Linked DNA regions of Zea mays: region 1 is linked to region 2. The links are chromatin contacts, called in public Hi-C maps. All regions are on one chromosome and are shown on one strand. The core of a region is the stretch at or near the end of the contact, and the rest is flanking DNA. Distances in the headings are between cores, read along the strand shown. Region 1 holds the start of LOC103638367 (G-type lectin S-receptor-like serine/threonine-protein kinase SD2-5). Region 2 holds the start of LOC103639942.

Region 1 (3,014 bases), core at 91-2,590, 140 kb after region 2:
GTTAACATCTGGGCCAACTGTGTGGTATAGGGATGGCAACCTGTCGCGTACTATCATTCCATAACTGTATCTGTCAAAAAAAAGGTCTACCCATCAGATACCCATATCCGCTTGCGGGTATAGAACCTTACCCATACCCACGTAGGTAGTTTTACCCATCGCGTAACCCGTATTTAGTGTTGGGAATTGGGCCGGACCGAGCCAGTATGGCTAGGCCCAATGTCCTTTGGGCCAAATAGGCTTGGACCGAGAAGGCCCAAAATTTTTTTGGGTCGTGCTATGCTAGCCAAAGAGTAGAAACAATGGTTTAACCCGATCCTAAAGCACGTCAGGCCTTCATCAGGTCATGCCAGCCCAAAACTGACCCATATATTTAAATCACATAAATTATAAATATTACAACCACATAAAGTTCATAGCTTACTAAATTAAAGAAATTAAACATTGTGGGCTTCATCAAGCCGGGCTGACCAAAGCCCGACCTATGTGCGGGGATCGTGGCGGGGGCTGAAAAGTCCGACCCATGTTTCCAGCACTACCCTACCCGTTAGGAAAATCTCAAATTCTAATACGTCAATCACTCCAAGTATCATACAGACACACAAAAACAAGCTCAACTTAAAATGTAACAAACCATATAATTACATACTTGATAGTTAAACAAACAATAGCCAGAGAAGGATTTTCTTTTAGCTAAGATATAATTTATTAGATAGTAAGAGTGGTGATGCGGGTACATTTACCCACGGTTACACAAAGTATCCACCGGTACGCATATCCATCTATCCAATCTGTAGAGATTCTTGCCCATTAATGGACCTATGAATAAAGAAATCATTGCATAATCGCTTTCATATATATATCGGGTAAAACCCTTCAGCTATTTGGGTTTTGTGTACCCATTTACTCCATGTCATATACCGTACCGAGAATTTTGTGGTTTTTTTTGTTTTGAAATTCGCAAAGTTTTGGCGTGGGATTTGATGAATTGTGCCTAAACCGTTGAGAGAAACATGTCATCTAAGAGCCGTCGTAATGGCTATGCACGTGCCATATAGTATTCCAGCAGGTAGAAGATCCAGAGACTGCGCGCACGATTCACTAGTCTACACCAGACTGCCCCTACCTGTTTTGTTTAGTAGAGTAGCGGTAAAGATAATTCATAAGCTGGGTAAGGGTTGCCGTAGACGTGGCGTTTGATTGGTTTCGCAGCGATGGCGAATTGGCGATCCCAAATCCCAATCTCTTGCTGAGCGTCAGCAGTGTGTGTACGTGGGGCCCGGCCGTATATAAATGGAATTTGGATGAGCATGGGGCCTCAGTTCCAAGCTGGGGATCGTCACCACTTGCGGTGCGCCCATCGACCACCGCTCCCTCCTTAATTCCGCCTCTCATCTCACCAAGTCACCATCCACCCACCTGCTCGACCCGCCTCCGTCCGCCTCTCTCCATTCAATCACGCCATCGCCACGCCTCCTCCGCTTCTCAGTTCTCCCTCTCTGCGCCCACAAGCGCCAAATCATTTTCACCGGAGGCCATGGCCCCGCTGCCTCCGGGCCCAGAGGTGACCACACTCTGCTCTACTCTTCCCCCACTGCTTGCTTCTTCCTCCCTCTTCTTCCTGACGACTCTCACTGCCTCCTGATGATAGTGCCTTTTTGGTTCATGTTTGATTTGCTTGTTTTCTTCTCTACCATGATTGTTTCTTATTCAGTGCTAGCATCAGCGTGCTTCGTTCTTCTCCTCACTTTGGAGATCTACATACACAGAGGGCCCATGTCTTGCTTTAAGAGGTATCTCGACTTTCAGGGTGTACTTTACGGTGGAATTGAGTGTCCTTTCTCCACTGTGGGGAGCAGACAGGGACAAGCCCTTATTCTCTTTCTGTGTCGAGGAGAGCGACAATAATTTCGGGACTGGGATTTCGAAATTCTAGGCTCCGGTTTATCCAATTTCTAGACGGTTTGGTCGGTTGGATTCTCACGGTAATGGATTCAACTGTAGCCTCGGAAATTTCCATCACTCGATGCAATAGCTAGGCGTAAGCGCGAATGCGCCATAGCGCCTGAAATACTTAATCCTTATCTTTTCCAGGTCGGAGAATTTAGAATCTACCGTGCTCTGCTTTAAGACTAATTCGTGGATTAGGGTTCAAGATAAGAAATTAAAAATAGGGGGTAAGCAAGAAAGCAGTTTGAAACACCGAAAGTTCTAGAAAAGGGCAATCGAAGGGCGATGTGCGGTTAAACCTTGGTGGAATTTTAGGTGTTACTGCACATATTATATAGGAGTATTATATTATATATACTACTTTTTCATCTGGCGCCTACTTCGTACTGCATAGTGCTTCGATAGTGGCAACTGGCAACGGTGTCGGACTCTCGGTCAACGGTCGCCTCTCACCAGGGACTCTCCAAGTCATGCTCACTTTGAGGTTTAGTCAAAAGAGTTGATGCCAACAATGTGTGGTCCATTCGTTTCATGCTTTTTGGTGGCAATTTGGTTGCAGATAGATAGGGAACTGATCATTGCCTTTGCTCTGATTTTTCATTCTTTCCTTTTTAGACAAAAAAAGAAGAAGAAATGCTCCTTGGTCACTCTCAATTATGTTGTTTGTAGATTACCAATTTGCCATTATTCATTCCTTGTATCTGTTTCTGGAAGGTAGTCTGTCTGGGACTCAACTGAACTGTAAAATGCTCCTAAAGGAGGTTGACAAACAAATACAAAGCTTTATCACGAATCGCTCCCACCCAAGGTAGCATAATGAGCTCTTGTTCTGGATTCTGACGAGGGTAACTTTTATGATGACGATTATTTTACCCTCATGAGAGGCTAGGGTTATGGTGGTGGTGGTTGTTGGTTATTGAGATTCTAGGGCCTCCAAACATGCCTAGAGAAACACCTCTTGCTGGGTGGGAAATTTTTTTGTTACAGCCCGGATGCAAACTAGGATTTCTACAGCCCCTCACAAACAGGAGGGTAGGCTCGGCATGCAGCAGCAGCAACAACAA
Region 2 (2,954 bases), core at 254-2,753:
GCCTACAGCAACGTCGAGGAGGTGGTGACGTACGTGGCCAACATGATGCTGGTCATTGCAGTGTCCAACTTCTTCGATGGTATCCAGTGCGTGCTTTCAGGTACGTGCAGTACAGAGGAGCTATGCTGTGCTTCCTACTACACAACAGCTAGCGGACACCGGAGTTGACGACTCCTCTTCCTTCCTTCCTTGTGATGTCCATGGGATGGATTGTACGTAGGTGTGGCTAGAGGCTGTGGATGGCAGAAGATCGGTGCCTGCATCAACCTTGGCGCCTACTACATCGTCGGCATCCCCTCTGCTTACCTCATAGCGTTCGTCCTGCGTGTCGGTGGGACGGTGCGGCTTCTCCCTGAAACTATTTACCATCCCCCAGTTCTTTGGCATGGCCATTGTTTCTCAGTACTTCGCTGACAAATGAACAGGGACTCTGGTTGGGCATCATATGTGGGCTCATCGTACAGCTCCTTCTGCTCGCGATCATCACTCTCTGCACCAACTGGGATAGCGAGGTAGTACGCCCATTATATTAGTTGGTTTTTGATTGTGGTTGACAACTTCGTACACAAAATCTCTCACTCTGAATCTTTGAATCCATATATAGGCAACGAAGGCAAAGAACAGAGTGTTCAATTCTTCCTCTCCAGCATCCGGAACGTGAACGGATTGGCGGTGAAGTAAACGGCGAGCAAACACGGAAACTATAGGAGTTATGCCTGTAGTTTTGGAAACTTCAGCACCTCTGATCCTCTCCGATTTTCTGGCTCCCACATTAACTCTAATGGTTAGCATTGACACTTGCAGTCTGGATTTTGAAACATAAATGCGTTCCTTGAACAGAGTAGGAAGGGACCAATGGAAAACTTATACAATAGTGTTAGATCGCATGCAACATTGTCCTCCAAAGTGACCTCATCACACAACAAAACGTGGGTAATTCCAAGACCACTTTTTCGGTACAATAAAACTGTGGTCCGAATCCTCACATCGGGCCAAATGGGCCAGCCGCCAGCACAAGCTGTGGTCTAGTTGCTGGCTGGCCTCAAGGCCACCCGGTGCGTGGCAAAGGAGGCGTGCGGTTAGGGGTCTGGGCCAATGCTGTCAACCAATCTCGATACGTTTACAAAATCAACAGTGTGTTATCGTAGACACGTAGACGAAGCAATACGTGTGGATATATATATATATATATATATATATATATATATATATATATATATATATATATATATATATATATCTCTACTAACTATTAAGTTAGCAGTGTAGACCGCCCCCGCCTCCACCCGCACGCCCTTCCGCAAACCCCGCCGTTCGCCCGCTCTTCCTACCACCTCCGCAACCGACAGGACGCCGCTGCGGCGGCACTCGGTCCGGCTGCTGGCGCTCGTCGCCGGGGAGCACCCGCGGGACGCCGTCGCGCCGCTCGTGCCCAGGCTCCTGGCCGCCTCCAGACTTCAAATCCCCACCACCATCGAACCTCCCCAACCCGGCAAATCCTAAATCCAATATAGGCTAACCCTAGCCGCCCATCCGCCCGCCGTGAAGGCGTCGATCAAGTTCCGGGACGACGACCGACCGCTGCTGCGCGCCAAGGTGCCGATTGGCGTGCTAGGGCTGCCCTTCCTCTCGGGCCTCGCGGCGGGGGGAGACGCCAAGGACCTCCGTTTTGACCTCTCCACCGCCTTCCCCTCTGTCCCGGCGCTCCGCCTCTCATACCGCCCCAACGAACCCCTCCAGCCTTTTGCCCTCTCCGTCCGCACGGGGTCCCCTATCCGCGCCCCATTCGCCCTCGCCGCCGAATTCAACCTCACCTCCTCCAACCCGCCCGCCTTCTCGCTCCTCTTCAAGCCCCGGATCGGGGACTTCGCCGTCGCAAGCTCCGTCCACTCCCCGCCGACACCGCCGCCCACATCCACTCCGCCCCCGCTAGCGATCAAGATGGTCGACCTCACCACCAACAGCGACGACCACGACTGCGAAGCACACGGTAACGACCTCTCCTTCGCCGAGAATGTATTCGGGGCGAACGTGGCGGCCGCCACCGGGACGAACGGCGGCGGCGTAGGCGCGCTGCTGTCCGGGATGCGGCTCACGACCAGGAGCGTGCTGCCACTGTGGAGTAAAGCGAGCATGTGGTTCCAGTGGGGGCTGCGCGTGCCGCCGGAGATCAAGGCCACGCTTGCAGACAACGGGTACGGGCGCAAGGCTGGGAGCCTCGCCATCAGCAAGCTGCCGCTGCTGGTGATGAACAAGATCATTATCGAGCACACGCCCAAGGTGCCTTCACAGTCTGAAGCGGACAAGAAGAGGAAGAAAGACACACCACCGGCAGCTGAGGATGAAGAGTTCTCACTCATGAAGAGGCAACTGGATAAGCTGAATGCGGAGAGCACAATGCTGCGTCGTGCAGTCGAGGACTTGAGTGCAGAGATTGGAGCCGGCAAAGGCAATGATCGTAAGCTGCCAACAGCAGTGCCACCTCAACAACATACTTTAGTGTCGAAACCAGATCGTCATTTCCACATAAATGCGAAGGAATTGGTAGACAGTGGGACGAAACCGGCCTCAAATGAAGCAAGTGAGGAGTTGAAGAAGGTGCTTGAGGGCCGACGGAAGTAAGAAGCACCTAGCTAGGGCTTGCTGTTATTGCAAGCCCTACAATATGACATAGCTGCTGACTATTGTGTCAGGTTTTGTGGTTAATAATAATACTTCCTCGCTGGAGAAGATTGCTAAGGGCAGTTTAGCCCCTCGCTGGAGCCTGGAGGCAAGTGAGGTTGCCATTCGCCATAGGTGTGGTAGTAATTTTGCCTCAATTCTATTTTCATTGCTTGTCTTAGGATATCCTGTTCTGTATAAATTTTCATATTTTGATCTAAAATGAATGATGGATTAGCTTTTTCAACAGCCCCCTTCGAAGGATGTGGTATTAATCTCAGTGCAATTTAGGT

Evidence for each region. A called contact is a pair of places that touch in the nucleus more often than the background predicts.
Region 1: a contact with region 2 is called in a Hi-C map of leaf, with 4 times the contacts expected there. The contact joins the promoter of LOC103638367 here to the promoter of LOC103639942 in region 2. A contact is called at or near these places in 10 of 25 Hi-C or Micro-C datasets (bundle sheath, ear, leaf and 3 more).

What each region holds. Positions count from the first base shown.
Region 1 is chr9:50,990,572-50,993,585 of Zm-B73-REFERENCE-NAM-5.0, forward strand. LOC103638367 (G-type lectin S-receptor-like serine/threonine-protein kinase SD2-5) reads left to right here and starts at 1,341. Exons shown (of 2, transcript NM_001326379.1): 1 at 1,341-1,564. The coding sequence starts at 1,538.
Region 2 is chr9:50,845,961-50,848,914 of Zm-B73-REFERENCE-NAM-5.0, forward strand. It overlaps LOC103639942, which reads left to right and starts at 1,504. Exons shown (of 1, transcript XM_023301085.1): 1 at 1,504-2,941. The coding sequence starts at 1,504. The coding sequence ends at 2,622. LOC100382400 reads left to right here. Exons shown (of 7, transcript NM_001175145.1): 4 at 1-100; 5 at 221-339; 6 at 426-512; 7 at 605-960. The coding sequence ends at 661.